2 separate regions of the Ovis aries genome follow, and region 2 is linked to region 1. Evidence: chromatin contacts called from public Hi-C data. All regions are on one chromosome and are shown on one strand. The core of a region is the stretch at or near the end of the contact, and the rest is flanking DNA. Distances in the headings are between cores, read along the strand shown.

Region 1 (4,121 bases), core at 608-3,107:
TTAGACTTGATTTTGTGGCCTGACTTTGCTCCATGCCAGCGGATACTTCACCTCTCTAAACTTTGGTTTTCTCAACAGAAATTACTTTCACCTCAGAAAATTAAACATATTTTAGCATCTTTTTCAGTTCAAGCATGTGTGGTAACTCCCAGAGGGGTTATGTGATGACACACAGAACAAAGTTTCTGCCTTGCAGGCTTATCAAATGCATATGTGTTGGGGTTGGGGTGATAAGCCAAATACATGTAATGCACCAATCCAGGGCATAGATGATGAATGCCGTCCAGAGACATGGATGTGTCCACAGACCATAATGGGCTTTCGAAAGAGGGGTCTCTTCTGCTTGAGGGGACCATGAGGAAGTTTTATGAGGAAGACAGGATTTGCAAAGGATCTTGAGAAAGGAGTAAAGGGATATGTATTGGGTTGGCCAAAAATGTTCATTCGAGATTTCCATAAGATGTTACAGAAAAATCCAAACAAACTTTTTAACCAACCAAATACAAACAGAGATTGAGGCTTGAAAGGCATTCTTGATGGAGAAACAGTGAGCAAAGAACTCTGACAAATGTGAGATCTCTTGGGAAAAGAGCACACACTTCTCTTTGACCAAAGTAAGATAGAATGTAAGGGAATGGGAGGACTGCAGGAAGAGAAAGAGAAGAGGAATGATAGTAATAGCTCACATTTATTGAGCACCTACTGTGTGCCAGGCACTGTTTTAAACACTTTAGTTGCCTTAACTGATTTAATCCTAAAGAAGAGAAGGATGGAAACACAGATTGGGTCATAGTTTGGACTGTGGAGGGTGAGATAAAGAGTTTGTAATTTGGTTGGAAGTGAGGTGTCTGAATTGGAGGAAGGAATAATTGAGCTCCTGGGAAGTGAGAACCATGAATGAACTGAGGTTATAGCAATAAGAAGGATATTCACAGAAATTTTTAATTGAGGTAACCAAGTCCCCCACTACAAAAAGAAATGAAGTCGCCATAGGCAGTAGTGTTAGTGTTTTCTTATTTGTAAATTCCAGCTCTTTGAAAAAAGAGGATATATTTTAGAGTATTATGTTAGTTTATTTTATACTCCATTGTTGATTTGTGACCACAGAAGTGCTATATAAAAATTTAAAGTATCTTAAAAGCAAATCAATTCTGTTACCCGCTTTAAGGTTACTTAAATTTTTAACCTGGAGTCAAAGTGCATGTTTCCGAAATGACCCACTGTAAACCTATTTCAGGCTTAGCATTTTTTAGATACAATTTAATTTCAAAAGAAAACACATAGTACCATGATGGTATTTACTCTTACTAGTTTGTTGACATTATTGATTAGGCTAATATATGCCAGGTAACTACATTTTTCCCCTCTTTATCTTTTTTTGTACTCCTTGAGCTTTTTACAGTCCTTTCCTTCTAGGAAAAACATACTCCAAATATGAAATTGTATCATTTTGAGAGAGGGAGGTTTAAAACATATTTACAACTTCAAAAAAAGTGCAGAGAAATCCTTATAGAATTTAGGCAAGATTTGACTTGCTTTCTGCTTCTCCCCACACACAAAAGAGAATGTGAATGGCCTGTGTTTGTTCTCTGTGATTGACAGGAAAGTAGGACTGGAAATAATTCACACCAGATTAATTTGGCAGGATGTGGATCGTTTCTCAACGTTTTGCTCTAGGCATGCTGTTTCCCTCCTGTTAGCTTGTGTCACCTTCTTGGCTAAGGACTCACACCAAGGGAATTCTGCTGTCGGACACCCGCAGAATCACCACCCATCCAGGGGTCCCGGACCCTGGGCCAGACCTGCTCACTGAGAAGACAGCCCAGAGGTGACGCCGGGGGAACAAAGGGCCTCTCTCCGGCTCTCTGGCAGCACAGCTCTCGCTACCAGAGGGTGCTGGGAGATGCTTGGCTGAGGAGGAAGGCTCGAGGAGAAGCCTTGAAGCAAGCCCAGGTTTTTTACTTTGTGTCCCTGCCCAGAATGATGCACGGGCTAGCGGGTAGACAATTAGGAAAGGACAAAATGAAACCCACATGTGAGGGCGCGTTTCTTAATGCTTTCGTTTCCCCCCTTTCTGCTGGGGCCTTCTTTCAGGAGATATGACCCAGTGGCCATGCTCAGGGAAATTGTGTTTGGAATTCCTTTTAACTGAAGCTACAGAATATCATTGAGTCTGTGCCCTAAAGACTGCTGTGGTGGTAGCAACACAACCTCTTGGGCAAGGGGATGAAAATGATCCAGGGTCTGCATGAGAAGCATTGTTGGCCTCAGAGAAGCAGGGCTGAGCCTGTGTGCTGGGACTGAGTGCTGTCTGTGCTCCTTTGACACCCTGGTAGCTGGTCAGGAGGGGGCAGGATCCTTACTCTGTCCTACCGTATTTTCTCAGATATTTGTCTTCAACACCTCCTGTTATTACCTGGGCACACACATGATGGGCACACACACGGACCCCTGAAATAAAGACTAGGTTCTCAGCTGCACAGAGCCACAGGATGCCACTAGGAACAAGCTCTTAGCATATGTGTTAAGTTGTCCTGTGCTTACTTGGCTGTCTACAGAAATAGCATTTTATTGGAAGTGGAAAAATTACCAAAAGTTATTGATTGGGGCAAGGATCAAAGATGACTCAGAAGTAGACTCTCTGCCTGCACCTAGATAAAGTTGTAACCCAGCATGGAACCATGTTTCTGTGTATTCCCTGCCCCTGTATTTTTGCTCCATTTATGTTATTATCCTTTCAGCCCACCAGAGAAGTTTGCTTTAATTTTTCAAGCTGAATAATATCCTTCACTGAGTGCTTTCAATGTGCTAGGCCCTTGGTCTGCCCCATTAGAAATAATATTTGGGTTAGAAGCATTTCTCTATTTGAAGAAAAGGGAAATGTTTAGAAGTCTTTTTAAAAGCCAAATAAACAGAATATGAAACAAGAAAGTGGCCAAAAATTGTGGTTTTGTCGCATTTTTTTTCTATTGCCTCAGTAAATTATCTTTACACCCACAGAAAGCTGCCCTAGAAAAAGGACACTATACAGATAGGAGTTTGGAGAACTGTAGGAGTGTGGCAAGTCTGGAGGGAGGCACAAGTGATAATCCAGAAGGATTTGTTTGCCAGATTTAACTTGTCAATGAACTGCTTACCTTCAAATGATCATGGTAGAATCCTGCCTTCTGTGCGCTCTGGTAGGGACTGAGTGCATGTGAGCTCGTGCTCAGAGGACATTAAGCAATGGATGGTGTGAGGGCTGAAGATGATGAAACATTTTGCTGGTTGCAAACAGTGACCTTCCCACAAACAGGATTCGTTGGAACCTTCCTGTGAAAGATTCTTAAACAAACTTGGTCTTTGTTGACGTTAGATAAATAAAATAGAGAAGCTGAGTAGTAAGAGTTTAGGGAATTCAAGAATTTGCACAAGCTCTACTTTTGGGGAATATTCATAAAATGTTTGTCTTTTGGTGACATGGAAATCATCTGCTTAACCTTTAGAATGTTTCCTAATGACCATCTAGCAGACTCAGTCTATGTATTTAAAAATCAAATTTATAAATACTCAAGAGAAAATATGAAAATAATTTCATGGACTGTGCTGCTCAATTGCTCAGACATATCTGACTCTTGTGACCCCCTGGACGGTAGCCCGCCAGGCTCCTCTGTCCATGGGATTTTCCAAGTAAGAACGCTGGAGTGGTTTGCTGTTTCTTTCTCCAGGTGATCTTCCTGACCCAGAGATCGAACCTATGTCTCCTGCATTGGCAGGTGGGTTCTTTACCACTGAGCCACCTGGGATGTCCCATGGCCTGTATGTAACCCTAACAGGTAATACTGTTTAGAAAGAAGAAGATGCAAATAGAGCCGTGCCTCAAGAATGCTGAACCCAAGAACAGAGACCCTGTGAATATGCAGGGTGGGTTATGGGACTCTTGCATCTGTGGATTTGGGTAGCTGTGGCTGGCCCTGGAACCAGTCCCCTGAGGATACCTACAGACAACTGTACAATCAAGACCCTACTCAAGACAATGAATACTCAGAGTGAGGACCGAGAAGCACACACAGCAGGAAGGTTCACGGTGATTGTCACAGGAGTTCGAGGGGCTCAGACTTCAAAGATGGGAGAAAAACGTA
Region 2 (3,859 bases), core at 73-2,572, 170 kb before region 1:
CAAAGTTCACCAGGTTCATACCTATAAAGCTCTTTTGAGGAATCCTATAAGTTAATCAAGGAAATTAAATAATGGGCATCGAGTTTGTTTATTTCCTTGGGCTTTGGTTTCTTCCTGTTTAAAATAGGGAAAGTGTACTAAATTATATCTAAGTGCCCTTCCAGCTCTAAACTCCCAGATTTAAATGTGTTGTCTTTTAAAAGCATTGTGCATTTGTAATACATATTAACTGTTAACAACCATTTATCAGATGCCCTTCCCTCAAATATGCCAGATAACAGAAGGTTCACTCATATTTCCTGGAACATAAGAACCACACAAAAAAGCACAAGTATAACAGTTAAATTGAGTCACACACAAAAAAAATTGAGTCACAGATGGCAGCGATGATGAAATAACACCAAGATTCCCAGCAAAAAAAAAAAAAAACCTTCATAAGAAAACAGTATTATGAATATCTTCAGCTAAGATTCCAAATTCTTCCTTCCAAAAACCTGCACTGAGCTAGACACCAAGCAGGAGAAATGGGCTTCACTCTGATTCAAGGCACTGTCCCTTTGCCTGACACCATGGTGCTGCCCCGTCTCCACCAGCAGGGATTCAGTTTGTTCAAGTAAGATTAACCTGATTTGCAGTTTTCAAAAGTTTTTGCATACATGCCTCTCCAATGATTTTTAAAACTCTGTGCCCTCTCATGCACCATGGAGCCTCCCAGGTGGCACTAGTGATAAAGAATCCACCTTCCGATGCAGTAGATATAAGAGACACGGGTTCAATCCCTGGGTCAGGAAGATCCCCTGCAGGAAGGCATGGCAACCCACCCCAGTATTCCCGCATGGAGAAACCCATGGACAGAGGAGCCTGGCGGGCTACAGTCCATAGGGTCACAAAGAGTTGGATAAGACTGAAGCGACTTAGCACGCACCCTCTCATGCACCGTGGAATAATGCACCATGATAAGCATGAAGGTGTTTGCCTTTTGCAAGGTGGCAAAGGGGCAGTCGGTTAGGGGAAATGGGAAAGGATGGCTGGCTCACTCCTGGGCCAAGGAGCATCTCTAAGACAGGAGCACGTGCAGAAGTTGGTGCCATAAAACAATCCTGCCACAGCGCCCCTGGGAAAACCTTCCCCGTGACCTTGGGGGATTATGTACATACGCAGCTTGAAGACAGGCACCGAAACTACTGCAATTGAAAAATGCGCGCGGCCCTGGTGAGAAATTGAGTCAGGTGGGCGGGGAGCGGATCTGTCCTCCGCTGAGGATGGGGCCGGCAGCTATACCGCACGCGCCCTCCGCGTGGCGCACGGACATCCCCACACCCTCTGCGATGCAGCCCCTCCCGCGGGCGCCTGCCATTTGGTCCATCTGTCGAGCCCTGGCCGTGACCCAGAGCGTTCAACTCCATCCTAAATACACACATTCCACCAAGCATTCTCAGGACACACTGAGGCCTTTAAATCTTCCACAGATAACGCTGACTGGCAAACGTTCGTTTCACTGAACCAGCTCGACTTTCTGGGTGTTTGAAAGCGCTCAGGGCTGGCTGGCATCCGCCTCCATTTCAAAAAGTCCAGGGAGTGGGAGGGATGTCCTGGTGTCCAAACTCTGAAGCTCAGTCCAAGAACAAATGATCCCTTGCGCCTTCTCTTCCCACCAGGTGTGGAAATGACAGCACGTTTAAAAATAAACATACCGGGCTTTCCAGCTAAGGGAGCGGCCAGGGCCAACAGGCAAGAGGGGACCGGCCGGCTCAGAGAACAAGGCCCTAAAAGGCGCCCCGGGAGAGAATACCCAGGCCGCCTCCTCACTGAGCTTGCGGCCAGGGGGCCAGCTGCTGCTTCCCTCCACACTGAGGACGGCTCCCTGTTTAACACGTCTGCTTTTAGTTACATCTAAACGGGATGTTCGGTGGAACAGCCACCCTGGCTTTCATGCATTTTTTTTTTTTCACTGAGAGCGTGCTCGCCGTCAGATGCTGAGGGGTGCTTCTTGAAAGCAATCAGCCCGCAGGTGGTCAGATGGGGGGTACACTCGAGACTCCAACAGTTAGCGCCTGAATTTTCACATGTAAAACTGGTGGGTTTGTTTGGATAAACTCAGGATAAGGCGGAAATACTGATCCATTCACCCTTGTTGCCAAACCCAAACCAATAATGACAAACCATTTTGCTGAACAAAGTTCATTTCAGTTGACCTCAGAGGCAGGCATCGGCCCGGATCACAGAGAACTGTGACTTACTAACAGGGAGTTTAATGTCCAGGTCTAGTGACATTGGTCTTATACAGAACAGGGTAACTATACATACCCCACAAGCATAAAAACAACATTTAAAAAGAAAAGATAGATTATTATGGTACCTGAGGAAATAGGAAATTTATTCGGGATAAAATTAACCTCTGGTGATCTTCCTTTGCTGTTTCCTACATGAAGCTCATTTCTTTCTCCAGAGCGGCTGGGTGGAGACCAGCCCTGTGGAACGGTCTTTCTCATCTCTAAGATCTAAAATTGAAAAGTAAATGGGCCACCTCAATTCGGGACTCAGCTGCAGGTGGGGCTTAAGGAATGACAAAGACTAAAATAGGAAATGTAAGGCAGATGGAAATAGAGAAGTCTAGTTTGGAAAAAGGAAGCACCCTGAGAGCAGGGAAGCTAGGTGGATATAAGATATTAGTGACTAGATGCTGGAGAGATGGCCACGAATCACATAAGATTAAGATGTTGGCAGCAAATAACAGAAGTGGTGAAAAAAGCAGCATGTGTAGCTGGGAACATAACGAATGGAGAATCTTTCCATAAAGCTGCCAGGACCAACATGCTCACTGAGTCTGAAACCACATTGTCACTGGCAAGCAGAGACTGAATTGCCTAATCTCAATCACAGCCTTATGGAAAAACTGCTCGTGTACTCCCTAATATGAATCATGTCTATCTTTAGTTTTATGGGAGACACTTTCTTCTCCAAGTGTTCCTTTCGTAAATGTTTTAGTTATCAAAAAAACTAGCTGTCAAGATGAACAAAACAGAAATGATAATTCCGAGGGTGAAAATGTTTAACCTGAATTGTCCTGGGGATCATCAAGGTAAAGCATAATTAGGATTAAAAATAGTCATTCTCATTAAATCTGTTTTCTCTTGTCCTTTCCTTTGCTAAAGTCACCCAGAGGCAAAGTCTTTGGCTTTGACATCCAATTAAAACATCCCACCATATGACTCACCCAAGGATAGCCCGCAGGGAGATCACTTGTAAGCAAGCATTATCTTCTCTTCCTACCCTGACTTTTGCCCTACATCAAAAGTCACTTTGTATTACTAAAGGAAACATTTTTTTTCTCTGCAATGCCCAGCATAAAGAAAACTCTCGGTAACTGTCTGATGTACAGATGAGTGTCTGAGATAACTACGTAGCTCCTAGTGATGAAGTATTTACCATAAACAGGTACTGTGCTGGGTTCTTCTACATCCACTGTCCACCACACAGGGTATGTTCGCTCCCAGTTTTCAGACTGGCAAGTGTGGCTTAAAGAGGTTTACTAAATCATCCCTGGTCACTCAGCCAGGGAATCCCTGAGCAGGAATCCTGGTCACAATGCACACCCCCCGAAAGGGTCATGCTCTTTCCTCTCTGCCTCGGTGCTTGTGGTCCTACTGTCTACCCCAGGCACCGCCATCCAGCGCTCTCACGCCACATTATCCATCCTCTTACAACACAGAGAGCAAGGGTCATACTCTTGATGGATTTCTTTCTGCCAAATAACCATGAGTTGATAACCAGTGAGCCTGATGCAGAGCCCGGTTGCTCTAACAGAACACTCACTGCAAACCTCACTGGGCAAGTCCGAGGGACAATGACCAGGTTT

The links. A called contact is a pair of places that touch in the nucleus more often than the background predicts.
Region 2: a Hi-C map of liver shows a contact between it and region 1, with 4 times the contacts expected there. The contact joins two enhancer-like sites. A contact is called at or near these places in 2 of 16 Hi-C or Micro-C datasets (liver and muscle).

Annotation. Positions count from the first base shown.
Region 1 is chr26:18,946,492-18,950,612 of ARS-UI_Ramb_v3.0, reverse strand. The region is part of intron 1 of SLC7A2 (solute carrier family 7 member 2); the gene reads left to right. Among named protein-coding and RNA genes, the nearest start is that of SLC7A2, 19 kb to the left of the region's middle. Within about 2 kb of position 1,857, at least 5 of the 54 cell types and tissues checked have an H3K27ac peak or open chromatin away from gene starts, as enhancers often do. A contact at or near this core is called in liver, where this site is marked.
Region 2 is chr26:19,116,989-19,120,847 of ARS-UI_Ramb_v3.0, reverse strand. All of the region lies in intron 7 of MTMR7 (myotubularin related protein 7), which reads right to left. Among named protein-coding and RNA genes, the nearest start is that of TRNAE-UUC, 15 kb to the right of the region's middle. Within about 2 kb of position 1,322, at least 12 of the 54 cell types and tissues checked have an H3K27ac peak or open chromatin away from gene starts, as enhancers often do. A contact at or near this core is called in liver, where this site is marked.